6 separate regions of the Mus musculus genome follow, and all the other regions are linked to region 1. The links are chromatin contacts, called in public HiChIP or PLAC-seq and promoter capture Hi-C maps. All regions are on one chromosome and are shown on one strand. Each heading gives the region's core, a stretch centred on a gene start, on an enhancer-like site or on the middle of the called end of the contact. The rest is flanking DNA. Distances are from core to core; before and after follow the strand shown.

The links. Promoter capture Hi-C pulls out the DNA fragments that hold promoters and counts their contacts. HiChIP or PLAC-seq counts read pairs in DNA pulled down with a chosen protein or histone mark. Capture Hi-C pulls out chosen DNA fragments and counts their contacts.
Region 2: a contact with region 1 is called in a promoter capture Hi-C map of liver, with 4 times the contacts expected there. The contact joins the promoter of Nupr1l here to the promoter of Stx2 in region 1. A contact is called at or near these places in 7 of 39 promoter capture datasets (the 3T3-L1 cell line, cranial neural crest, hematopoietic stem and progenitor cells and 4 more), 8 of 115 datasets of contacts at active chromatin or transcription factors (cardiomyocytes, embryonic forebrain, embryonic stem cells and 3 more) and 3 of 9 other capture datasets (adipose tissue, embryonic stem cells and liver).
Region 3: a promoter capture Hi-C map of embryonic stem cells shows a contact between it and region 1, with 2.7 times the contacts expected there. The contact joins the promoter of Chchd2 here to the promoter of Stx2 in region 1. A contact is called at or near these places in 4 of 39 promoter capture datasets (embryonic stem cells and hippocampal neurons), 1 of 484 Hi-C or Micro-C datasets (CD4 T cells), 4 of 115 datasets of contacts at active chromatin or transcription factors (embryonic stem cells, large pre-B cells and pancreatic cancer cells) and 2 of 9 other capture datasets (adipose tissue and liver).
Region 4: a contact with region 1 is called in an H3K4me3 HiChIP or PLAC-seq map of embryonic forebrain, with 6 times the contacts expected there. The contact joins the enhancer-like site here to the promoter of Stx2 in region 1. A contact is called at or near these places in 3 of 39 promoter capture datasets (the HPC-7 cell line, cranial neural crest and maxillary cranial neural crest) and 4 of 115 datasets of contacts at active chromatin or transcription factors (astrocytes, embryonic forebrain, fetal liver and 1 more).
Region 5: a promoter capture Hi-C map of adipose tissue shows a contact between it and region 1. The contact joins the promoter of Nipsnap2 here to the promoter of Stx2 in region 1. A contact is called at or near these places in 6 of 39 promoter capture datasets (the HPC-7 cell line, cranial neural crest, embryonic stem cells and 3 more), 2 of 15 datasets of contacts at CTCF or cohesin (large pre-B cells and pro-B cells), 13 of 484 Hi-C or Micro-C datasets (CD8 T cells, the G1E-ER4 cell line, Th1 cells and 6 more), 9 of 115 datasets of contacts at active chromatin or transcription factors (the 230-238 cell line, embryonic forebrain, extraembryonic endoderm stem cells and 5 more) and 1 of 9 other capture datasets (adipose tissue).
Region 6: an H3K4me3 HiChIP or PLAC-seq map of bone marrow-derived macrophages shows a contact between it and region 1, with 4 times the contacts expected there. The contact joins the promoter of Zfp11 here to the promoter of Stx2 in region 1. A contact is called at or near these places in 3 of 39 promoter capture datasets (the SN4741 cell line, cranial neural crest and stem cell-derived epiblast-like cells) and 7 of 115 datasets of contacts at active chromatin or transcription factors (bone marrow-derived macrophages, embryonic forebrain, extraembryonic endoderm stem cells and 4 more).

The regions. Positions count from the first base shown.
Region 1 is chr5:129,006,074-129,010,324 of GRCm38.p6, forward strand. Stx2 (syntaxin 2) reads right to left here and starts at 2,499. Exons shown (of 11, transcript NM_007941.3): 1 at 2,321-2,499. The coding sequence starts at 2,350.
Region 2 is chr5:129,906,406-129,910,656 of GRCm38.p6, forward strand. It overlaps Nupr1l (nuclear protein transcriptional regulator 1 like), which reads left to right and starts at 2,135. Exons shown (of 3, transcript NM_026916.3): 1 at 2,135-2,516. The coding sequence starts at 2,187. The coding sequence ends at 2,495. It also overlaps a transcript of Zbed5 not described here.
Region 3 is chr5:129,885,429-129,889,679 of GRCm38.p6, forward strand. It overlaps Chchd2 (coiled-coil-helix-coiled-coil-helix domain containing 2), which reads right to left and starts at 2,042. Exons shown (of 4, transcript NM_024166.6): 1 at 1,770-2,042. The coding sequence starts at 1,819.
Region 4 is chr5:129,760,332-129,764,582 of GRCm38.p6, forward strand. No RefSeq gene overlaps it. Among named protein-coding and RNA genes, the nearest start is that of Psph, 25 kb to the right of the region's middle. Within about 2 kb of position 2,115, at least 88 of the 459 cell types and tissues checked have an H3K27ac peak or open chromatin away from gene starts, as enhancers often do. A contact at or near this core is called in astrocytes and embryonic forebrain, where this site is marked.
Region 5 is chr5:129,722,737-129,726,987 of GRCm38.p6, forward strand. Nipsnap2 (nipsnap homolog 2) reads left to right here and starts at 2,339. Exons shown (of 10, transcript NM_008095.4): 1 at 2,339-2,485. The coding sequence starts at 2,409.
Region 6 is chr5:129,667,857-129,672,107 of GRCm38.p6, forward strand. Zfp11 (zinc finger protein 11) reads right to left here and starts at 2,232. Exons shown (of 3, transcript NM_172462.4): 1 at 2,204-2,232.

The DNA.
Region 1 (4,251 bases), core at 1,249-3,748:
AGGGGAGAAACCTGGAGACAAGGGTCAGCAGCAGCAGCAGCAGCAGCGGCAGCACAAGGGTCAGTGATTGCATAGAAGGAAACGGATCAACAGCTCTAGGGAGTAACAGGAAGGCGCAGAGGACTGTCAGAGTTGAGGCCGGAGGCGCACAGCACGGAAGCGCTTAAAGGCCAGAGAAGCAGGGGCTAGAGAGACAGCTCAGTGGTTAAGATTGCTCTTCCAGAGGATCAGGACTCAATTCCCAACACTTACACGACAGTGCCTAACTTTCTCTGACCCCAGGAACCAACACTCTCACACAGACACACGTGCCGGCAAAACACCAATGCACGTCAAATAGAAAAATAAATAAATTATTTAAAAAGGAAGTGGTGGTGACAGAGAAGAGGATCCGGCACCTAGTCACCGGAACAGTCCCAAAGAGCTGCCCAGGGACACTTGCTCTGGGTCCCACTCCTAGCACCTGAGCTGTGACACTACAGGGCGCCACCTGCTGCTGCTCTTCCAGGCGGTCCACAAAACCTGCCAAGAGTCCAGCGCTGGCAGTTTGCAAACTGCTCTCCTTCCCAGGTTTCCCCCTCAATCCAGCCAAGGGTCTCCCCCCCCCAACAAACTCCCCCAGGCCAGTGGGGGGGTCATAAAGCCTATCAGCACAGCAACACAGATGCTCCGTGTGTAGACATGTAAAAGCTGCTGTGCTCAAGGGAGCAGAGAACAGACTGGTTACAGGGTCTGGGAAGAATGGACGTGAGCAGCGCACACAGGTGGCTCTGGGGTCCGGCTGGATGGAAAAGACTGCCTTCCAACGTTCTGCATCGCAGTGCGTGGCTGTGGCTGATGCCTGCAGTAGCCAGTGAGGAGGGTCTTGAGGTTGTCTCTCTGTTTCTTAAGACAGGGTTTCTCTCTCTGTAGCCCTGGTTGTCTTGGAACTCACTCTGTAAACCAGGCTAGCCTTGAACTCAAAAGAGATCTGCCTGCCTCTGTCTCTCAAACGCTGGGATTAAAGGTGTGCGCCACCACAGCCTGGCTGGTCTTGAAGTTCTCATCCCAAAAGAATGATAAACACCTGAAAGGGTAGGGCCAAACGCCATGACTGGGCCTGCACTGTATATATGTTCTGAATGTCACATCTACCCCAAAACTGGGTACAATAACTGACCGCTGCAAATGCAGATATACTGTATACACACTCCCCGTTAAAAAGCTCAGCTTTTCTCTTCTCAAAATGCTCACTAGTGACTAAAAGCCTGTGTTAAAACGTAAATACAGTTCTGGCCCCCAGTGGGTAGTGCTGACCGAAGCAGGTACCTAGCCCCTGAGCTCCAGGTTTGTGTGGGGTGTCTGTGAGAGACTCAGCACAGCATTCTGTATCAGGCCATGAAATAAAGCAGTTAGAAAGGGTATCATCCAGGGTGGGGCAGGCAGTTGGAGAGGCTGTGATAAGAGCCTTGCAAAAAAAAAAAAAAAAAAAAAAAAACAGGCAGGCAGTCCAACATCAGCCCAAGCGCAGCCCTTGCTCCTTGCCTAAAACCCTGAGCCACACTCTCACCCACTGAAATCAACCCTGTCAGGTGGCCAAGAGGACTCCGACCCAAACATCGGTACACAGGAGTAGTGCCAGGGCAGGCGGAGAGGACTCACCTCAGACACCTACCAGCATCTGTGCCCAGAAGTGCCCTGTAAGATGCTCCCAGCACCGGCCCCGAACCTCTCCCACAGCCCATTCCTGGAGTCCCAACAAACTGTGACCCTTGGAACCCAAGGAAGACCAGGAGCCTTGTCGCAAGAATCGACTTGCATGCAGCCCTGACCAGGGTCTCCTGGAGACCTCCCAAGAATGCTCCTGAAGCCCCACCCTAACACCCCTGAAGACGCCAAGGACCCCAGAGCCCTTTCCCTGAGACTCTGCTCAGAAACACCGATTGGGTTCCTCTTGTGCATCTTGTGACTCTTGAAGAACCGAAAGCTCCCTGGGACCCTGCTAGGAGGCTGCCTGGATCCTTCCTGAAGACTACGCCCTGCCATCCCTGGAGACACCGAAGCCTCTGGAGGCCCCGGGGCTCCTAGAACCCTCTTATTAGATTCCCTCCTAGAGACGCTGCCCAGTTGCCTCCAGGGGCGTTCCTCCTCGGAGCTCCCTCCCCAGGTTCCCCTCCTGGACTCCCCTCCGTCCCCCTACTCAGACTCCTCCTAAGGTCTTGCTTCTGGACTCCCCTCCTTGCGTCTCTCCACCCCAACTCCCCAGGTTCTTCCTGGGGTTTTTGCCCGACCCACAACAGCTCGCCCGCCGGCTCAGACCGCTATGCGGCTTTCTGCTCACCGCCGTGAGGTCGGGCAGCCGGTCCCGCATCCCCACCGGCCAGCAGGGCGGGGCACCCGCCGCTCAGCTGCCCCGCCGCACACTCTCCGGTGGCCGCGTCGCCGCCTCTGCCTGCCGGGGTCCTGGCCCCGCGCCGCCGCCCTCCCTCGGGCAGGCGCTGCCACGGCAACCGCGCCCGCGCTCTCTGCGCTTGCGCCTGCCCCACCCCCTCCCGCGGGACCCAAGGCACCTGGGCGGGTCGTCGCGAGGGGTGGGGAAGTGGGTGTGGTTCCATCTAGGGGCGGGGCCTGGCCTAAAGTCCTCTCGCTGCGTGGCTTGACTAGTTAACACACTGTCCATCCTTGCTGGTTTCTGCACTTTCGCTCGTTTTGTTTACTTAAAACTTTCGAGAGCTGGGGCTATAGGTCAGTGGTTAGCCTTTGCCCACCATGCCCTAGATTTAAAGCCCAACAGCGGAAAAAGCAAAATTCTAAATTCACCATTACAGCACACACTGACAGCAAAGGAATTAGAATAAGGTAGGCTCACCGATTGATCACCTAACCCTGAGAGCTCCACACCTGGGTCCTCAAAGAAAACCTGCAGGTCCCACCCTGGATGCAGTTCTGGTGGGAGAATCAGGCAAAGCGGTTGCTTTTCTGGTCACTGTGGCAGTCTACCCATCAAAAGCTAAGTAAGGGAGGAAGGATTTATATTGGCTCATGGTCTCAGGGGCTAAAGTTCATTGTGTCAGAAAAGTTATGGCTGCAGATGGCCGCCAATGTTGGGGGAGGGGGGGAAGAGGGGACATTAACCTTAACCCTTCACATTTTGGAGGGACAGGAGGCCAAGGCAGACATGACAGGTGTGGTCCAGGCTAGAGCCCTCGAGGGTAGATTGTCAGCCACTCACTTTCTACAGTGAGACCACCCTTCCTAAAAGTCCCACAACCTCCCAAAAGCCTGCCACCAGCTGAGAAACAAGTATTCCAACACAGGAGTCTGCAAAGACATTTCACAGTCAAATAACAACCCAGGAAAGGAGACCGATTAACACCTAACACCAGCACAGAGGTGTGCATAGGGTAGAGAGTGGGGAAGACCAGAGGTGTGCCCCTCCTAGAGAGCCAATACCCCAGTGATGGTAAAATTTGATTGTCACCAAAGAGAGAAGCCTCTGGGCTCCTTTAGGAGGGATTGTCTAGATTAGGGAAATTGACAAGGGGAAACTCTTCTTAACTGTGGGCAGCACCATCCCACGTTCTGGGGTCCTGATTCAAAAAGAGGAGGCAGTGAGCTGAGTGCCAGCATCCATCACTTTCTGCTTCCTGACTGTGGATGCCATGTGACCAGATACCTCAACCCGCTGACATAACTCTCCTACCATGACAGGCTCCAACTGTGAGGGAAAGTTACCCTATCCAACTTCCTCTCTCTCTCTCTCTCTCTCTCTCTCTCTCTCTCTCACACACACACACGCACACACACACACACACACATTTACTTATGGGTAGCACACATGTAGAGATGAGAGAACAACTTTCAGGATTTGGTTCTTTTCAACTATGTAGGTTCCTGAGACAGAACTCAGGCCAGGCTTGGTGGGAAATACTTCTAACTGCCGAGCCATCTCACCGGCCGGTGGCTTTCATTCTTAGCGTGTGAGCTAAGTCTCTGCAAGATGGGGCACACTTACCAGTACTGTGTCACAAATTTGCACGGGAGCCTATCCTTATGTTGGTGTTCCCCAAATATGAACCGAGTTGGACACGGTCTAGGACTAATGCTTCAGGCAGCAAGGCAGATCTGAGAAGAAAAAAGGAAGGAAGGAGGGAAGGAAAGATGGAGGGAGAAGAGAACTTTTTGTTTGTTTGTTTGTTTTCTGTTTTGTTTTTATTGTCGTCTTTTATTTTGGTTTTGGATTTGTCTTTTTCCAGACAGGGTTGTCTTTGT
Region 2 (4,251 bases), core at 885-3,384, 900 kb after region 1:
GTCAGTCAGCATTCTTGGGGTTTGAGTATATGTGTGAAGGATTGTCCTTTTTTTTTTTTTGGAAACAAGATTTCACCTTGCAGTCCAGACTAGCCTGGAACTTGAGGTAACCCTTCTGTGTCAACCACTTGAGAGCTAGCACTACAGGCTTATACTAGCACTACTACCACCACCACCACGACCCCACTGAGTCTAACTAACATCATTATGTTTATTTGTTTTGAGAGGTAGGCTCATTTATGTAGTCCTTGCTGGCCTGGCGCTTACTATGTAAACAAAGCTGGCCTTGAATTCACAGAGTCCTGCCTGCCTTTGCTTCTTCCTAAATGCTAAAATTACTGTTGTACACTGATAAATTGATAAACTTTGTTGGCCTGAGGATTAGCAAAGTGGTAGTGCTTAGTACGTTTGAGACCCTGGGATTAATCCTCAAGATACTTTGTTAAGTCCGATATCCGTGTTGCTTTAAGGATGAGATCTATTAATGATTGTCTTTCTTTAAAACAATCATGTGGGGGCCATTCAGATAGTTCATCAGATAAAGGTGGGTGTTACCAAGCTTGAGGTTTTGAGTTCAACCCACAGGACCCACTGGGTGGGAGGAGAGAATAGATTTCCAAAAACTATCCTCTGACATTGTAAGGCCCCGGATGCTGGGCCTCCATTCAAGTCCTGGGATGAACTGGCCAACACCCCACCATCCCGAGAGAAAACCACACCTGATGCAAGCTGCAAGAGGTTTTATTATCAGCTAGCTGAGGACGAACCCCTGGAGCCTCGCAGGGCAGGGGAGTTCGACCCCAGAGGTGACAGTAGGGGGCTTTTAACAGCTAGCTGAGGAATTGGGAGGAGTTGGGAGGAGTTCTTCTCTTCCGGGTGTCCTTGGTGACAAGACAGGAGTGGGGAGTGAGTTCTTTCTGAATTTTTATCTCTGTGTCCTCGGCACAGGAAGGCCGGCATCTCTGGTTGTACAGTATAGAAACAAAAAAGCCTTTTGCTGGCTATAGAGAACAAAGAGCTTCTTTCTAGCTGTATTTTTAAAGATCAGGGAAAACAAGCTTGGGGAAATGTTTTAGGGGTTTACCTTTCAGGGAGAAATGCTTTAAGCCAGGGTCTCACAACATCCATGTGCACACACATTACTTTTACATTTACATGCATTTATTTGTGTGAATGAGTGTTTTGCCTGCTTGTATGTATGCCCCAGGAAGCCAGAAAAGGGCTTCAGGTCCCCTGGGACTGGAGATGTAGACAGTTTTGAGCTACCATGTGAGTGTTGGGAGTAGAACCCAGATCCTCTGCAAGATCATAACCACTAAACCCTCTCCAGCCCCTTGGCTCTAACATGCTACTTGTGATGTTTAGTAAGTCTGTCTTCTTAACTTATGAAGCATGCCTTTGTGTAGATTTGTTGAGGGAATTTCCAGAGATTATAGATTGGAGAGAGACAACCCACCTTGAATGTAGCTGCATCATCAGTAGGCTGGGAACTTGAATAAAAATGGAGGGGGGGGGGTACCAAAAAAAAAAAAAAAAAAAAAACACAAGCAAGATGCTAGAATTCCCCTTTCTTTGCTTCCTAATGGACGAATGCAGATTGAATAAGTAGCCTCAAGATCCTGCCCACCGTGTCTTAGCTGATTGTATTCTCAAACGATGAGCCAAAAAAATAACCTTCCCTAAACAGATTATTGCCAAACATTTGGTTATAACAATGAAATAGTAATGTCGTGAAGAGAATTTTCTTGTCACAAGAACAAAGTTAAAGCAATTCAGCAAGCCAGTTTTCTTTTTGCACAAATGAACCCAAACTAGGCTAGCAAATTCATTTGGCCAGAGCTCCTCGTCTTTTATCGCAGTGTTAGGATTATAGGTGTGTGCACAACCACACCTGACTTATACAGTGATGGGGATGGAACCCAGGCCTTTGTGCATGCTAGCACTCTACTGAGTCACATTCCCCAATTCCGTCCCTTCAGGTTTTAACCAGCGAAACCAGGTTTATTATACTTATTTACAATTCGGACCCCGCGAAGAAACACAATTCCGCATCTGGAACAAAGAAGCATGGAAGCCACGCCCCCTGTGAGGTCACAGAGCGCTCCCTACAGCGGAGCCAATAGGAGCACTGGGTGGGGCATTCCGGCGGAGTGACCAGCGGCGGCGGCGGGCGGAGCGCATCGGCGATGGACCCTCCAACTCGTCCTTCTGTCTCCGGCCCAAGGACTCGAGCCCGCCCGCCGCCGCCGGAGGCGCTGCCCACCGTCGGCTTCGAAGAGGAGGTGTACGACTGCCTGGATTACTACTACCTGCGTGACTTCCCGGCCTCTGGGGCTGGACGCAGCAAGGGCCGGACGCGGCGCGAGCAGCAGCTACGCACCAACTACCCGGTGCCCGGCGGCCACGAGCGCAAGGTGGCGCAGATACTGCTCAACGGGCAGCGCAAGCGGCGCCAGCGCCAGCTGCAACCGCGGCCGCGCACACGCCTGGCCTGAGCACACGCCACGCTTGAGCGGGTATGGGCAGGCGGAGCCCATTGGTGTTGGGTAGGGAGTAGAATGTATATCTCAGGTCGGCCTCGAACTCAGTGTGTAGCAGAGGATTACCTTGGACTCCAGATTGTCCTGCATCCAGCTTCCATGGATGGGCTGGGATGCTAAGACATGAGCCACAATGTCCAATTCTTTTTTTACTCTCTTCTCTTTTCCTTTCCTTTTCTTCTCATTTCTGACACTGTCTCCTAAACTGACCTCGAACTCATCACCCCTCCAGCGTTTACCTTAAAATGCTAAAGTTTCAAGCATGGGCCATGATTCCCTGCTGTGTGGTTTTGTTTTATTGATGATGCCCGTAGCCCAGGATTCCATGGTGTGTAGCAAGCCTCAGCTTCTCTAGTCCTGAGATGACAGGTCTGGCCACCATATTCACCTGTCATCTGCTTCTGAGACTTCCCAGCGTTAATCATAACTGTGCTGGCTCCCGATCCCCGACCCAGGGGTTTCCCGGCTGCTGGTGAAAGTCTCCACCGTTTGGAAGTTTGCAATTGTGTGAGAAAAGTCTACATTGGAAATATAGGGAAATGTCCGAGGAAATCCATCTTGGCAGGGTGGCTCACACCTGTAATCCATCTCCAGCCTCTGTGCTCAGGAGACCGCTGGAATTGGAGGCCAACCAGGAACACTCTTTGAGGCACTGTCCCAAAACAAAACTGCCCCTCCTCCTTGTTTGCTTCCAATTGCTGTAATAAACACCGTGAACTTTTGCTTGCAACTTGGGCAGGAAAGGGGTTGTTTCACCTTAAAGCTTACAGCCCTTCCTGAAGTCAGGGCAGGAACCCAGAGGCAGGAACCGGAAGCACAGTTCCCAGAGGTTCATGTTCAGTTACCTTTCTTGTACCTCCCAGGACTATCAGCCCCGGGTGATACCGCCCACAGTGAGCTGAGCGTTGAGAAAAATCCCCGCACTGACTTGTCTCTGACCAGTCTTACAATAGAGGTATCTTTCCAGATGACTCTAGTTTATGTCGAGTTGACAGAACCAAAACCCAGCAAGCCAGCAGACAGAAACTGGGCATGATAGTGCCCACCTCTATGCCTCTTTGAACTAGCAAAGTGAAAGAGTGGGTCAGAAGTTCAAGGTCAGAGGCTGGAGAGATGGCTCAGCCATTAAGAGCCCTTGCAGCTCTTGCCTTTTAGGATCCCCGCACCTGTATTAGATGCCTCGTTACCGTCCATAGCTCAAGTTCAAGGGGGATCCAACACCCTATTCTGCCCTGTGAGGACGCTGCATGTATATCACACAGACATACGCGCACTTAAACACATAAAAATGAACAAGACATTTAAAAGTTCAAGATTGCTGGGCGGTGGTGGCGCACACCTTTAATCCCAGCACTTGGGAGGCAGGGGCAGGCAGATTTCTGAGTTTGAGGCCAGCCTGGTCTACTGAAGGGCTCCAAAACATCCAGGGCTACACAGAGAAACCCTGTCTCAGGAAAAAAAAAAAAAGTTCGAGACCATTGGCTACATAGTATGGGGCCAGCCTGACCTATAGGAGACAGGAAAGGGGAGGCTGAGAGCACAGTTGAGTTGATAGTTTTCACTTAGTAAGCATAAGACTCTGGGATTAATCACTGGCACTCTGTAAATAGGACCCTCATCTTAATATTCGGGAGATAGAGGTTCATGGAAGTTCCTGGTTATGCTTATCCTTAGTCCCAGAGCTGGAGGCCAGCCAGACGCCATCTTTATA
Region 3 (4,251 bases), core at 792-3,291, 880 kb after region 1:
CACAGGTACCGAGGTTCTCCAGCACACACAGAGGCATAAATACACTGGCCATCCCGGCTATTCAGTTAGTGAACAAGGCCATTTAGAAGAAGGATTTAGAACCAGTGTTGACAATGGAGAAAGACAGTCACAAGTCAACAAAATCTAAAAGTCATGAGGTGATATTAGGAATGCAGTCCAATGCCTTCATTTTACCCAGTTAGAAAGGGCTGAACTTAACCAGCACTTGGGAGGCAGAGGCAGGCGGATTTCTGAGTTCGAGGCCAGCCTGGTCTACAGAGTGAGTTCCAGGACAGCCAGAGCTGCACAGAAAAATCCTGCCTCAAAAATAAATAAATAAATCAAGAAAGGTTTGGGCTGGAGAGATGGCTCAGGAGTTAAGAGCACAGACTGCTCTTCTAAAGGTCCTGAGTTCAATTCCCAGCAACCACATGGTGGCTCACAACCACCTGTGTACTCCTCATATACATAAAATAAAAATTTTTAAAGATTTATTTTATACATAAGTACACTGTAGCTGTCTTCAGACACCCCAGAAGAGGGCATCTGACCTCATTACAGATGGTTGTGAGCCACCATGTGATTGCCAGGACTTGAACTCAGGACCTTCCAAAGAACAGTCAGTGCTCTTACCTGCTGAGCCATCTCGCCAGCCCATAAAATAAACTAAGAAAAAAAAAATCTTAAAAAAAAAAAAAAAAGTGGGGGCCGGGTTAGGGTGCCGTGGGCAAGGTCTGGTAGCCCATACCTTTAATCCCAGTCCTTGGGAGGCAGAGGCGGGCAGCCTCTTTGGAGTTCAAGGCCAGCCAGGGCCATAGTGAAAACCCCTTTCAAGGAAACAACAAACCACCACGCCAATCCAAAAAGAAAAATCTAGGGAAAGTGACCTGCCTGAGCTGCAACTTTGACTCATATTTTTGGGGGGGTTCTGGACAGGAATCTCTCTATGGGTAGCCTTGCTAGCCTTGAACTGGTTGCAACCCCCGCTTGCCTTCCGGGAGAAGGAGGCACAAGGGACTATCTTGATGACAGATGACGCATGCGCTACAACATGCACTCCCGAGGTTCACTCCCAGTATGAGCACAATTTTAGTTTTCTACGATTTTATTACCCCAAGGAGGGACCTCAGAATCTGGACTGGGGGGAGGGGTGTCAACAATTTCCTATTTGTTTTTTAGGTCGGCCGGCAAGGTAGCTCAATAGATCGTTTACCACAAAATGGTAGACATCTTGGACCCAAGTGATGGAAAGACATAGCTTTAAATTTTCGGCCCTCTACACACAGCCCGCAATTTTCTTTGTTTCTTTTTCCTTAAAAAAATAAATAAATAAAAGAAAAGAAAATCTTTAAAGCCGGCAATCCCAGCCCTAAGGAAGCGGAGTCAGGAAAATCAAGGAAGGCCAAGCGAGGCCATAAAGTTCAAGGCTAACCTGAGACTCAAAAACGCAGTGAGTAGAACAAAGAAAATACAAAAACCACCCCACCCCCACCCCTGGCCAAGAGTTTACCACGCATCTTTCTTTCCTCGCCTCCTTGTATACTACGCCCTCGACAGCCCTTCCCCCAGCCTGTCTAGGGAAAAGGTCACGTTTCAGAGTCCTCTCCCCGAGTGCACCGACCATGTCCCTGTTCTCAGGAAGTCCGCCCCACCAGCGGATCCCTTCCCGACCGCTCGCTCCGTCTCTTCACCGGTCGCCTTCGCAGCCCTCAGGCTACAGAACCTTGCCCTGGCGGCCCGCGCTCGGTTCCCGGCCCCGAGGGTCTCACCTGGCCGGAGGAGTCACCCGGGAAGTGCGGCTTCGGCTTCCACGCGGCATCCTAACTGCTCGAAGTCTCACCGATCAGCGAAGACAAACTGCGAAACGTACAGAAGCGTCCAGCAATTTCTACCAAGGAGAGAGGAAGGGTGGAGGCGGTACCTCACCGGGCAACCAATAAGAAATCAGGAAAAGCTCGGGCGCTAAAGGTTATTGGACAAAGGAGATATCAGTAATGGGCAGAGCCTGGACTCAGCGTCCTAGGCCCGGAAGTTACGAAGTTGGCGAGGAGGAGCTAAGGCTAACCGGAAGTTCCTGGGGTTGCACTCTCAAATTTTGTCCTCCGATTCAATGGTGGAGGTTAGGTTTTTGCTTCCGATGGCCGGCTGGCCTACTCCACAACCTGACTGACCTTGATTTTCACTGTCTCCTGCCTTAGCCTCTCAAGTAAACTGGATTAGGGGCTTACTGGGGTCTGCTCTTGGGCTGTTTACTTAACCCTTCTCTGTTTTGTTTTGGGACAATGCCTCCGGTAACGGATGTTGCCTTGGATCTCGCTGTTCTCACGTCTCAGCCTCCTAGTACTGGTCACGCAGGAAAAACTCTGTTTTTCTGTTATAAAGAATTTACTAATAAACGTGTTTGGAAATATTAAATTACATAAGCAGAATTTCGCTAAAGGAGCTCTGCTCCCAACATGTCTGGAAGATAGTGAACTAGCCGAGCTTATTAGAAACTATGAAAAAGGGGCTGATGAGATGGCTCAGCGGAGAAGAGCACTGACTGCTCTTCAAAAGATCCGGAGTTCAAATCCCAGCAACCACAAAGTGGCTCACAACCACCCATAACGAGATTTGACACCCTCTTCTGGTGTGTCTGAAGACAACTACAGTGTACTTACATATAATAAATAAATAAATCTTAAAAAAAAAAGAAACTATGAGAAAGAAAATTCTGTACATAATTCAAGTTTCTGTTGCAGAGAAATTTTCTGCTCATATTTACCAAGGCTCGTCTTCAATTAAGCGCTATTTCCATAATAAAAGAAGACCATCCTGACTTAATACTAGCCAGTAAGATCATCTGCATATCAAAGAACAGGCCTCTAAAGCTGTTGTCCTCAACCTGTGGGTTTCAGACTGTGATTTAGGGACTGAGTTACTGCTCTTTTCCACGTAAGACTGCTCAAATGCAGAGATGCCCACATTCCAGTATCCAGAACTGTATAAAAGGGTTGCAGCATTAGGAAAGTTGAGAATCATTGAATCTAGAAGTCTCCTCAACTGTGGCCACAGAGGCTTGTGGTCCCATAAGCTCTCACCACAGAGGATGTTGGTGACCTGAGCCCATTGATTGGCAGAGATATCTGCAGTGTCAATCCATGATGCTTCCTGGAAAACACTCTTGTCCTCGTAATGTGGATGAAGACCATTCCTACACATTGCCCATGAGGTCATATAGTCCTACAGAGTAGCAGTAGGCCATCTGATGGAGAAACAGGGGACTCTCCTCCCCACCAAATGCCCAGGGGAATGGGGGAAGAGTTTTCCTCTGCCACCTTGTCAGGCACTGTGTATGAAAGGAGATCTTATCATAGTTGTTCTGTGGCAGTGGGAAAGCGATCACTGGTGACAGTCCGTGAAAACCATTTTCAGCTCTGTTACCCCTGGGGAACTATCTGTGACAAGGACAATGGAAGTCAAAGAGTTATCAGCCTGTCCCAAGGATGTGCACCTGTCTGTCCAGAGGAAAACCATGAAAGATCTTGAGAGAGAGTGAAAAATAGAGAACTTGCCCCATTGTTCCAGGATGCCAGGTGTTTGCAGTTTTTGCCAGGTGTTTTCGGTTTTTGCCTTTATAAACCCCTAAACCCCTCACCCCTTGAGCTCATGTTCAACTCCTCTACCCCTGCGTGGGATACAAGTCGTCCCCAGTGCACTGGTCTTTCCCGAATAAACCTCTTGCAGTTTGCATCAAGACCGTTACTCATAGCCGGGTGGTGGTGGCACACGCCTTTAATCTCAGCACTTGGGAGGCAGAGGCAGGCGGATTTCTGAGTTCGAGGCCAGCCTAGTCTACAAAGTAAGTTCCAGGACAGCCAGGGCTACACAGAGAAACCCTGTCTCGAAAAAAAACAAAAACAAAAACAAAACAAAACAAAACAAAACAAAAAAAAGACTGATTTGGGGTGTCGCCTCTCCTGAGTCAGAACGTGGGGGAATCCTCACGTTGTGGGTCTTTCAACCAGAATCACTCTACTCTGCTGCTTCATGGGGGGAGAGTGACCTCAGTTCCCTTCCATGGTGCTTTTTTGTTTTGTTTTGTTTTTCGAGACAGGGTTTCTCTGTATAGCCTTGGCTGTCCTGGAACCATGGTGCTTTGGAAAGAGCGCTGTCTCTGCCCATCCAGCTCCTCCATCCCTGGAGGGATGGAACCACTGGAGCCCATGCTCTCCCATTCTCCCATTGCCCTTCCTGACTTTATTTAAAGTC
Region 4 (4,251 bases), core at 865-3,364, 750 kb after region 1:
TCCGGAGCCAAAGCGATTTCCAAGGCATTCGTTTCATTCCCTAATGCATTACTCGAGTTAACAATTTACCTAAACCAGGGTTGTCCATCCTAGCCTAATACTTATTAACGCTGACTGCGGCATTAATGCATTAATACAGCAGAGGACATCTTACTCCCTAGGGTTCTTATAAAAACCTGTGCTAGGATTACAGGGCTGTGTGAGCTCGTCTACTGTTCTGTGGTGCTGGGGATGGACCCCCTAGGACCTTGTGCGTTCTAGGCAAGCCCTCTACCAAATGAGCTCCTTCAATTCCTTACCCTTTAAAAAAAAATGTCACTTGGAGGGTAGAGGCAGACGGATTTCTGAGTTCGAGGCCAGCCTGGTCTACAGAGTGAGTTCCAGGACAGCCTGGACTACACAGAGAAACCCTGTCTCGGGAAAAAAAAAATGGCCAGAGGTGGTGTGGTGGCACATGCCTTTAATCCCACAGTGCTCTGGAGGCAGAGGAGGGTGGATCCCTGTAAACTCGAGGCCAGTCTGGTCTACAAGGCGAGCTCCAGGACAGTCAGGGATGTTAACACAGAGAAGCCCCATCTCGAACACACAAAGAAAGAAAATGTATCTGTGTGTCTGTCTATGAGTGCACATGTCATGGTGTGTGTGTGAGGAGGCCAGGGGACATCCTGCAAGAACCTGATCTCTCCTTCCTGAGGTCAGGAAGGAGAGAACAGGTTGTCAGGTTATCAGGGTTGATGGTTGACAGCAAGAGCCTTTACTTGCTGAGCTGTGACAGTCATCCTTGCCACTCTTTCCTCTTTAGTATTCTTTCTCTCTCTCTCTCTCTCTCTCTCTCTCTCCCTCCCTCCCCCCCCTGTTCCCCTCTATCTGTGTGTGTGTGTGTGTGTGTGCACGAGAGCCTGAATGTAGGTATGTGCAGTGCATACTTGCATGTGCCTTCAAAGGCCAGAAAATAGTGTTGGGTCTCCTGGAACTGGAATTACAGGTAGTTGTAAGCAACCCGACATGGGTGCTAAGAACCAGGTCCTCTTTAATAGCAGTAAATGCACTTAACTAAACCATGGCTCTAACCCCTGAAAAATGTTTGGGTTTGGGTTTGGGTTTGGGTGTGTGTGTGTGTGTGTGTGTTTTGGGGCATATGTGTAGAAGACTATCTCGTGGAGTGGGTTCTCTCCACCTGTATGTGAACTCTGAAGATCGAACCAGACTTGCCTGGCAAACACCAAGCAGTCCCACTGGCCCTGTTGAGACAGGGTCTCATGCTGCCCGAGCAGTCTGGCCTCAACAAGGCAGGCCTCGAAATCCTGTTCCTCCTACTTTGCTGGGATCACAGGCATCACAGACATACACCACCAGGTCCACTTGCTTCTTTTTTTGTTGTTGTTGTTGTTACAGTATCTTGCTTCAGAGCCTGTTCTTGCCTGGAGCCCCAGATTCCCCTGCCTCAGGCCCCAGAGTGCTAAGTTTGCAAGTCTATCCCACTATACCTAGCTACAAGGGCTTGTATTACTTAATACAAAGACAAACTGCAAACAATTCCTTAACTTTCTCTGCGTATAGAAACCGTTTTCACAGATTGAAAACTGGCACCCCACGCGGGAGCTATGTAACACTGCTGTCGCTCTGGGTACCCAGCCTATTGTATCTCTGCATGGGCGTCACCCCTGGGAGAAGTACTTGCTGGCTGCTTCCAGCCAGTCTACAATTGGAAAGGCATGAAAGATGCCAGTACAGTTCCTGCCTCATTCATATTCACCCCTGACACAACAAAGAAGGCCTTGTACGACTGGGGGTGTGGGGGGAGCTGAGCTCAGAGCCTATGGCCCACAGAATTAATGGTAGAACTGGAAACTGCTCTCCATCCAATCATAATCGCAAATCGCATATCTATCAGATTTCCTCTGGGGCAAATTCAGCGTGCACCTGTGCAGGTCACTGCTCTGTCACAGCAGGCTGCTGTAACCAGTTCAACGGTGGGGCCACCTCCTCCACCTCTGCCCGGGCTTGTGTGCTCCAAGCGGTGATGAAAACTGAGACCCTTTGTAGTAGCACTCGGCCAGACCCAGCATGCCTGGTTGGTCCTTCCCATTTTGCTGTGCCGAAATGTGCAAACTCACAAAGCAGCATCTAGGAGAACTGCCAGGAGGCGTTTACAACTGGGGAACAACGGCCTTGTTGTTGGGATGCCTGTGTGACCTCTGCCAAACGTAATCCTCCACGCCTCTCCTACGGAACCTGAGGGGTTTTGTTGTTGGTTTTGGGGGTGGGGGTGTTGTTTGTTTGTTTGTTGAGCCAGGGCCTCACTATATTGATCCTCCTGTCTCTGCCTCTCAAGTGCTGAAGTTTTCAGGCATGTAACATACTTTCAGCTGATTTTGTAGTTGGACACATTTTTTGATCTATTTGGCTCAGTTATATATATATGTGTGTGTGTATGTGTGTGTGTGTATGTATGTATATGTGTGTGTATATATATATATATATATATATATATATATATATATATACATATATTTTTTAAAGATTTATTTATTTATTATATGTAAGTACACTGTAGCTGTCCTCAGATACTCCAGAAGAGGGCATCAGATTTTGTTACAGATGGTTGTGAGCCACCATGTGGTTGCTGGGATTTGAACTCGGGACCTTCGGTAGAGCAGTCGGCGCTCTTAACCACTGAGCCATCTCGCCAGCCCCATATATATTTTTTTTAAATCATTTACACTAGTTACATTTCGGGCAGTGGAAGCAAGGGCTGGGGCTCATTTGGCAGACAGCTTGCCTAGTGTGCCTGGAGCTTTACATTCAGTCTCATCTTGGGTAACCCAGGACATGTCGCTGCACACCTGTGACCCCAACACTCAGGAGGCGGAGGCAGGAGAAGCAGGACTTTAAGTCCTCCTCAGGAACGGAGCTGAGATACACAAGACCCTATCATTTAAAATAAAATGAAGCAAAATGCCCTGGGGTAGAAAGAGTACTTAGCTCAAATGTGCAAATCTTTCTGGGTGGTGGTGGCACAGGCCAGGGCTTACATAGTGCAAATCCCTGGCTCCATTCCTAGCACTAGTGAAACAAACCAGTAAAACCCCCAAACCTCATATGCCTTCCCTACTTAACGAGCCAACAGTGGCAGCTACCTGTGTCTCCCTGAGCCATGTCTTTCCCCTCTGCCTACATTCTCAGCAAGGAGACTAAACATTCACACCCTTTTAAAGCAACATCCCCCTCTTCATATTGCTTCAAATACCCATGAACCTTTCGGGTCTTTCTTCCCACGTCATCTGTGAAAAGGAACTCAGTGTGTATTCCTGTGTATGTGTGTGTGTCGTGTGTGTTTGTGTGTATGTGTGTGTGTGGTATATGTGGGGTGTGTGTGGTTTGGGTGCCTGGTGCCCTCAAGCCACAGCACACATGCATGCAGGGGTTAGAAGACAACTTTTGAGAGAGTTCTATCGTAAGTTCCAGGGATTGAACTCAAATGGCCAGAATTTTGCAGCAAGCACCTTTTACCCACTGAGCCATGCCTTAGGCCCGAGAACTGTTTTATTAGGAAAATGTTTCTCTCTCTTCGTGATTTGTAAACCTTATATGTTAGATGTAACTTTCAAACATACACATGCCTTTATTTCCTGTTTTGTTTTTTGAGACAGTCTTGCTTTGTGGCTCTGGCTGTAGAATAGACCAGGTTGGTGATGCCAGTGATCCCCCTGCCTCTGCCTCCTACTTGCTGGGATTACAGACAGGGGCTACCACTTCTGGCCCCAAATCAAAAAAAAAAAAATTTTTTTTTAAAAAGACTGGTACTTTTATTTAAGCTTCTATTGTTACTTGTTAAAATGTTTGCTTTTTTTTTAATTAGGTATTTTCCTCATTTACATTTCCAATGCTATCCCAAAAGTCCCCCATACCCTCCCCCCCACTCCCCTACCCACCCACTCCCACTTTTTGGCCCTGGCATTCCCCTGTACTGGGGCATATAAAGTTTGCAAGTCCAATGGGCCTCTCTTTCCAGTGATGGCCAACTAGGCCATCTTTTGATACATATGCAGCTAGAGTCAAGAGCTCCGGAGTACTGTTAGTTCATGTTGTTCCACCTATAGGGTTGCAGATCCCTTTAGCTCCTTGGGTACTTTCTCTAGCTCCTCCATTGGGGTCCCTGTGATCCATCCAATAGCTGACTGTGAGCATCCACTTATGTGTTTGCTAGGCCCCGGAAAATGTTTGCTTTTATTATTTTCAATTGTATGT
Region 5 (4,251 bases), core at 1,089-3,588, 720 kb after region 1:
ACACTGTAGTTGTCTTCAGACACACCAGACAAGAGCGTCAGATCACATTGCAGATGGTTGTGAGCCACCATGTGGTTGCTGGGTTTTGAACTCAGGACCTTCAGAAGAGCAGTCAGTGCTCTTAACCACTGAGCCATCTCTCCAGCCCCCTACACTTATTTTTTTAATCAATTAATTTATTATTATATCTAAATACACTCACTGTAGCTGTCTTCAGACAAGCCAGAAGAGGGCATCAGATCTCATTGCAAATAGTTGTGAGCCATCATGTGGGTGCTGGGATTTGAACTCAGGATCTTCAGAAGAGCAGTCAGTGCTCTTAACCCCTGAGCCATCTCTCCAGCCCATGGCATACACTTATAATATAGCACTCAGGAGGCTAAGTGCTGAGCACAGCAAGCCCAGGCAACTTGGTAGAACCTATTTCAAAAATAGATTGAAGATGCAAGCTCATTAATAGAACACATGCCTAACATATTCAAGGCCCTAAGTACAGTCACCAGTACTTAGGAAGGGAGGAGAGCACTGGACTAAAGAACTAATGAAACTTTAGAGCCAAATGGCAATGGGTTTGGGGGTGGGGAATACAGGAAAAATATGGCCTAATGCTAAGGAGCACAAAAGCAGAGTCATCAAAGAAATGCATAAACGCCAAGTTTGCATTCCAAGAGAGAGTTGAAACTCCTAACCTATAAAGTTGAGTCAAGTGCAATACTGCATACCTATGATCCCTGCACCGCAGAGACAGAGGCAGGAGCATTGAGAGTTTGAGGCCATCCTGGTCTGAATAATGAGGTCCAATAACTAAACAGCTTATGACGGCTCTGCAAGTAATCTCAACCCAGGAGTTTACCCTGAGATTACAAAAGGATTCCTGTCAGAACAGGCAGGACCCAAGGATGGAGTCGCATGAGGGGAACTCTGAATGCTTGTGAGAAACTCCAAATGAGTCTTGTAACCTCAGTTTCTTCAAAACACAAAACTTGTTCATAGACTGTGCTTCACACCCCTCCCAGGTGTAGCGAATCGCAGTGAGTTCACTCCAGATCACTCATTACTGCTTGCTGCTTTTATTATTTTTTTGCCACGTGTGGCTTGTCCTTATGATTACACACCTAACTCCTGTGGTTCTTCTATACCCTCAGAGTATAAATCGTCTGATGCTCTGAATAAACGCTATTGCTTGAGACTTTAGTCCGCCTCGTTTTTAGGCTCCATTCTCCCAGGTTCAACCCCGACTCAAGAGCGGTAAACAGATTACCATCAGTTTGAGGCCGGACTGGGCGCCACATAAAGACCCTGTCTCAGCTAAGTTGAGAAATGAAGGATCTGTATAAAAAAGGCAGGGCTCACCGACGCTTGAAGAGGCCCTGCCCGCAGCAAGTCACATATCTGCCTCCCACAGTTGGGTCTACAGTTTTATGGACCGCTCTCAGCCTCATTCACATTCAAAGGAGTGCCTCTCCCAGTCTGAACCGCTCCTCCACCACCCACAAGACCAGACCCTGTCATTTGTCCAAATTCTTGTTAGAAAAACTGTACCCATGGGGCTGGAAAGATGGCTCAGCGATTAAGAGCACTGGCTGCTCTTCCCGGAGGACCTGGGGTTCAATTCCTAGCACCCACATGGCAGCTCACAACCTCCTGCAACTCCAATTGCCAGGGGCTCCACCCACACTCTCACACAGACATACATGCAGGCAAAACACTGATGATGCACATAGACTAGGAAGAGAAAAATTTAAAAGATAAAGAAAACCACAACTCCTGAGCTTCAAGATTACAGCTCCCATCCGTCTTCTAACTCAGAACCAGGAAGGCAGCCACCAATTGGAGAGTATCCTTCTCTTGGCCTCTGCATGTAACTGAGGCCCAGGCTGCTCCCTATTTCTCTGATTCCTCGGGATCTAGTTCTGCTTTTGCCTACTCTTATCTTGCTGAAGTTTATGCTTATATCCATAGCTCTTTTATTATCCTTACAGAATACACTTCCCCCTATACCAGTGGTTCTCGACTTTCCTGATGCTGCTAAAACTTTAACACGTTTCCTCATGTTTGTGGTGGCCCTCAACCATAAAATCAGACTCTGGATTCCCCACATGCACAGATCTACTCCTTTCCCGTGGATCTCCCCGTGTACATTCCAGGTTCCTTTCTCACTCGGACTTCAGAGACCCTGAACTCCCCTCGCGGGATCTACGGATATCTTCAGCAACTTCTTGGCACGCCCCCTGGCGGCAGCACTGAGGCGCCACGCTGCTCCCCCTAGCGGCCGCTCCCCTGCACTACAGCGGCCTAGCGCCCTGCCCCGCCCCGCCCCAGCCTGGTCGGCCCGGCCGGGGGAGGGGTCGCGGTAGCGGCGGCGTCAGCGACACCGAGGCGGTAGGAGCTTCAGGCTCCGGAGCAAGATGGCGGCGCGGGTGTTGCTCGCGCGAGGAGGCCTGCTGCGGCCAGCCGCCCAGAGCGGCTTCCTGCCGGGGCTCCGGTGAGCAGCGCCGCCCTTTCCGGGGCCCGGCCGGGGAGGGGCCGCCGTGGGGCGAAGGGCGCGGGGTCCCCGGGGCGGGCAGGGGACGCCGGGGGGCCGGCCTCCCGAGTCCCAGGCGACCGAGGGCTGGCGAGGCTGCGGCGCCTTCCCGGGCCCCCGTGGGGCTCAAGGTCACCGTCCTGCCGGCGCCGCCCTTGCCGGGGACGCCCGGGCTCGCGGGCCACGTCCGCCCTCAGCCTCTGCGCGCTGCGCCCCTCGCAGTAGCAATGCCTCGCCCCAGGTCGTGCAGAGAAGCAAAAGGATGGCTGGTCTCCCTGGGGAAGCTGTACCCCGGGGTCCCCAGTCGGGACAGCCCTTAAATTTGAAAGCGGAGTGGCAAAAAAAAAAAAAAAAAAAAGTAACCCACGGTGGCCAGCTGTAGTAGATGGCGGAGTTCGCTGTCGAAACTTTTTCTTTTTTCCTGACCTCCGCGGAGACTGTGCTCGGTGTGTCAACCTGTCACCTTGACATCCCCACGTTTAAATAACGAAAGGCCATCCGAATTTACCGACAGATTTGTTTTCCCTTCTTTTCTTCCTTTATATGCTTATTTGCTGTTTAAGCGGTTTGTAGGATTTATTTTTTTATTTTATGTGTATAAGTGTTTGCTTTCATGTGTGGCTAACACATAGGTGCCTGGGGCAGCCAGGAGAAGGTTTTGGATCCCCAACGACCCGGAGTTACAGAGGGTTGTGAGCCGCCATGTCGGGGCTGGGAATTGAATCTGAGTTCTCTTCTAGAGCGGCAAGTGTTCTTAACCCCTGAGCCATCTCTCCAGGCCCTATGTATGTATGTATGTATGTATGTATGTATGTATGTATGTATGTATGTATGTATTTTGAGACAAGATCTTACTACATATATTCCTGGCTGGCCTTGAACCTTCAGCAAACCTTTTGCTTCAGACTCCAAAGTTCTGCAGTTGCAGGTGTGCAGTTGCAGGCCAGCCTTGGCTAATTGAAATATTCCTTTTTTTTTTTTTTAAGATTTTTTTTAACCTCTGAGCTCTCTGCCACGTGTGTGTAATTGATTTTCTTCCACCATGTGGGTCTGGGAAATTGAATGTAGTTCATCAAACTTAGCAGCCAGTTTCTTTACCCCTTAAGCCATCTCACCAGCTCCAGAACTTGCCTTCAGATTTCTTTTGTTTGTGCGTATGTGTGGTTTTTACCTGCATCTATGTATGTGCACCGTGTGCATGCCTTGGGCCTTCAGGGACCAGAAGAAAGTCTCTGACCCTCTGAAGTACAGTTACAGAAATGGTTGTAAGCCACCACTTGGGTGCTGGGATCGGAACTCTGCCCCTCTAGGAAAGGAACAGGTGGTCTTAGGCATGGAGCCATCTCTCCAGCATTATGAGAGCACCATATAATATGGCTTGTCTGATTTACTGGCAATCTTTAGTACTGGGGTGTGTATCTCACACAGACACACAGAGGACAAGAGACACATCTCGAGGGAAAAGTGTGTGAATGCTTTTGTTTCAGGACAGATGCAACTTGTAGGTGCAAATTATTTAAACCACCTGTAATATGATTCCAAGTGGAATGAACCGACATCTTACTCTCACATCTGTTGTTACTGAGCAAGCAGTCCGAGCCCCTAAAGTTTGTATTTTGTTCCTTGGGAAACAGGCAACTGAACCCCAAGGTGCTCACTCAAGACCCAATGCTCAAAGTCATGAAACTGGTAGAGTTTTGGACCTACCAGGTACCCGTACTTGGAGC
Region 6 (4,251 bases), core at 982-3,481, 660 kb after region 1:
GAGATCCACTAAATGTCAGTGCATGTTGGAAGCCCAACGAAATGGGGTTCTTGTATCAGCAAAGGAATGTAGCCGCAGTGGTAACAGCAGTGAGAGACACAACAGAATAGATGAACTTATCAGCAAGACTGAACGAGCAAAAGGGAAAGCTTTCCTCTAGGACTTCCTTTGAATTGAGCTACTAACGGAAGGTACCACCCACATTTAGAATGTCTTCCCACTTCAAATAAGCTAGCCAAGAAAATTGCTCAGAACTGTGCCCAGCAGCTCATGTCTGAATTGAGTCTAAAGCCAGTTAAATTGACAACCACAATTAACCATCATACATATGGACAATTTTCACTTTGTGATAGCTGACATTTCCTGAATATGTGTAGCATTGAGAAGTTAAACTTAAAGAGACAAGAAAAAAAATGCGAAGAGTAAAATATATTTCCCTTCAGTCTCATCATGCTTAGTATAAAAAAAAACCTGCCCTGGAAAGGTCCTCAAACTAGAACTCAGAGTAATATAATTTCAGCTGCACGCTGCACGCAGATAATTGACTGATGTGTTTATTGAAACAGGGTCTTAAGATGTTACCTAGGTGGCCTGGTATTCCCTGTGAAGGCCAAGCTGGTCCTTAACTCAGTCCCTCGGGCATTATTCCAATGGCTAGAAATACAAGCGTGTACAGGTACATGCTAACATGCTGATCATTTCAGAGAACGCACAACAACAGAGTTGACCATGGTATCAGTAAACCGAAGAAGAGAGAATACTAGAAAAAGAGAGCATTTGGAATCCTTCAGGCTTTTGTTGTTGTTGTTGGAACAAACAGAGCATCCTTAAACTTCATGGAATTGGTTGGGGGGGGGGGCAGGGCACTGACCCCCCCCCCAATCTTTCATTAAAGGATCCATATATGAACTGCCAAACTTTTTGGAAACAAAGGTGATGAAAAGTCTCCCTAGACCTCAGGCAGTGAATAACTATACACACACGTGTAAGCACAGTCACAGGGTAGTAGTCATGAGGTAAAAAAGCTAGAAATCACAGGTCCCTGTACAGTCCTGAAGTGTTTCTAGTATATGCTTCCAGGAGCTATGTCAAAGCATGGACTCTCATTTATTTGCAACAACGATTAAACCCAGGACTGGGAGCTCTTACCAAAAAGCTAACCCAGCACTCAGGAGGCATCAACCAAAAAAAAAAGGAAACTTCCAGGCCAGAATGGGCTACTTGAAGAGATGTCTGTCATTAAAGAAAAAACAAAAGGGGGGAGGGGGGTCTAGGGAACATAAACACAGGGAGGGGCAGTCCTTGGGAACTATTGGCAAGGTGAGTATATGAATTTTTAAATAACGTGAAAGCTCTTGAAAAAAAAGTTAAAGCTGGCTTACTGTATGACCCATAAGTCACAATAGAGAGTAAATATACCAAGATGAGGACACAGTTATAATATTACAGTAGCCAAGATATGTAAATAAAACAGTCCCTGTATCCCTTTGGTAACCAGCCTTAAAGGCTGCAGGCTCACAGATCCGCCGAGGACAGAATCCCAGGGACCTTAACAACTCCTAATCTGGGACATGGCACCGGTAGCACCTAGTACCTGCGCTTGAGGTCAGAAGTACTGAAATCCAGTACCAAAAAAAGAAAAAAGAAAAAGAAAAAAGGCATATGTATCACCTCTGAAATCAGCCAGGGGAAAGCTCAACCCAAAGGTTTTTCGTGCTAAAGTGCCCGTGCCTAGGGAGAAGGAGTGACGTGAAAAGTTTTACTAGGATTCTAATTAATAGCTGTCCAGTGCTTTCTGCACAGACGCACGGTTCACGAACACAAAACAAGTCCTTTTGCATTGCTACCCGATGTGCACGGGGGCGGGGGGGGGCAGAAATATAAAAAGCACAAGAATTTGTTTGATACGCGGGGACAGTTTAATGTGAAGACATGGGAAATTCGTAGGAATTTACTGTCCAAGGTGCAGGCCGCTGGGGAGAAGTGGGTGCGGACCCCAGCTCAGGGCTTTTCTCGGGCAGGACCGGCACACGGGGAGTCGGGATGTCCCCAGTATCCCGCCATCGGGCTGCCAGCCTTGGGCCCTCGCCGCGAGCTGACAGATGCCCTAGAGAACTCGACCCGACCCGGGACTGGCCGCCGATCCCGCACCGCTGCATCTACAAAAACCACCTCCCTGCTCGGAGGCCGAGCCCGGACTCACCTTGTCCCGATTCCGGAACGGATCTTTTCCGCGGTGTCCCGTTCCAGAGTGTCCGGGTTCTCTGGTCTCCGGTTTCCGCAGGCTTCCGTTCCGGGGTATCTGGGTTCCCGGGTCTCCGGGTTCCGCGGTGACCCGGAGAGTGTTTGGGTTCCGAGGTGGCTAGGAATAATCCTCCCTGGGAGTCCAAGTGGTGAGGGCAACAGGCTGGCTGGCAAGAGCTGGACCGGAGGTGCAAATAGGAAACGGTCTCCAGTGATGGTGGCACCCCACCCAAAGCCCGCCAAGACAGAATGAAGTCTGTCTCCATGGTAGTTCTCAGTCTAAGGGACCTGGATGCAGACCACTTTTGGCATCCCACAGCCTTGATTAACACTGCAAGTTATCACTTCCAGGCTGAGTAGGGACAAAAATGATAGGTCTTTGCTGTATAGATTATTTTTGACAATTCTCTTAAGAATTTTGTACAATGTTTTTGTTTTGTTTTTTGTTTTTTGTTTTTTGTTTTTTGTTTTTGTTTTTGTTTTTGTTTTTTTGCATTTCCATATAGTTGCTTCAAACCCCTGTTAGATATGTATTAGATATCATGGCATGTCAGGGCAACCTGACTCCCACTTTGTTCTGGAAAGAATGCGCTGATGAATACAGAATCCTATATTGATAGTCTTTTTCTTTGACTTTAAAGAAACTTGTTGTTTGTTTGTTTGTTTGTTGTGACAGGGTTTCTCTGTGTATCTCTGGCTGTTCTGGAACTCTGTAGATCATGGCGGCTTTAAACTAAGAAATCCACCTGCCTCTGCTCCCAAGCGCTGGGATTAAAGGTGTATGCCACAACCTCTGGCTTCACTTTTAAATTTCTAATTCTGATTAGATTATTTCTGTAACTGAGATCATACTTTGCTAGATATGTGTTGATTTTGCTTATTTCTCTCTTGATTTTCAGTTAATCTTTGGATATTTCTAGTTTGACTATGGTGTATGTCTTAGCGTTACTATTGCTGTGAAACACCATGACCAAAGCAACTTGGGGAGGAAAGGGTTTGTTTTGCTTACACTTCTAGAGCACTCTTCATCACTGAAGGAAACAGGACAGGAACTCAAAAAGGGCAGGAACCTGGAGGCAGGAACTGATGCAGAGGCCATAGTGGAGTGCTGTTTACTGGCTTGCTCAGCTTACATAGAATTATTTTCAGCTTACATTGCTCAGCTTTTCCCCCAGTGGTTTCCTACAGTAGAGTACGCATGAAGAATCTTCAGTTTGGAGATGAAAGACTCACTTGCACATATGACTGAATCAAAGGGAAGATTTGGACTGTAATTCATGACACTTCATGCCAACAAACTCCTACAATCACCACCGATGAGAGTGTAAGAAGCATCCTCCATCAAGGAAGGAGATTTTTAAAGGAAATACAGTTAAAATGAACCTGCCCACGACTTCCCTGCAAAGTGTAAGCTCCTGAGAAATATTTAATGAAGGGAGGGAGTGAAATATGGGCAGGAGGTTGGGAATTCTGTAGGGGAGAGATCCTCACTCAGAGAGACAAGGTTTCTGTAGTTTTCCACCATCACATTTCTATACAAATTCCACCAAGCAGGGTCTAAGCATTCCTGCTCTTCTGGAGAGAAATCAACGGAGACATCCTTGAATGACAGCAGCTCCTGAAATTAAAAAAAAAAAAAAAAACAAAAAAAAAACAAAAAAAAAAAAACAGCATGATGACCGTGATGACCATGTGACATCAGGTGCTAGGGGTGTAGCTTTTGATGTCATCGCTCATGCTGTGATGAGTTTTCAGAGCTGTATCTGCTTCTTGGTCCTCCTCACTCCTGTAATGCTTCATCCATACTCCCCACAAGTAACCCAAATGAACTCGCTGTCTCACTACACTGAACTCAGTGAGTCCTGGAGTTGTTTCCTTGTCTGTGATTGGTACCCTGCTGGGGTGAACAAGCATCTAGTCACATTTCCACATGAAGAGTCAAACAGTGAGCTTGGGAAGAGTCGTTGAATGTCCCAGCAACAGATGATAAGATGTGCAACTGGAGTT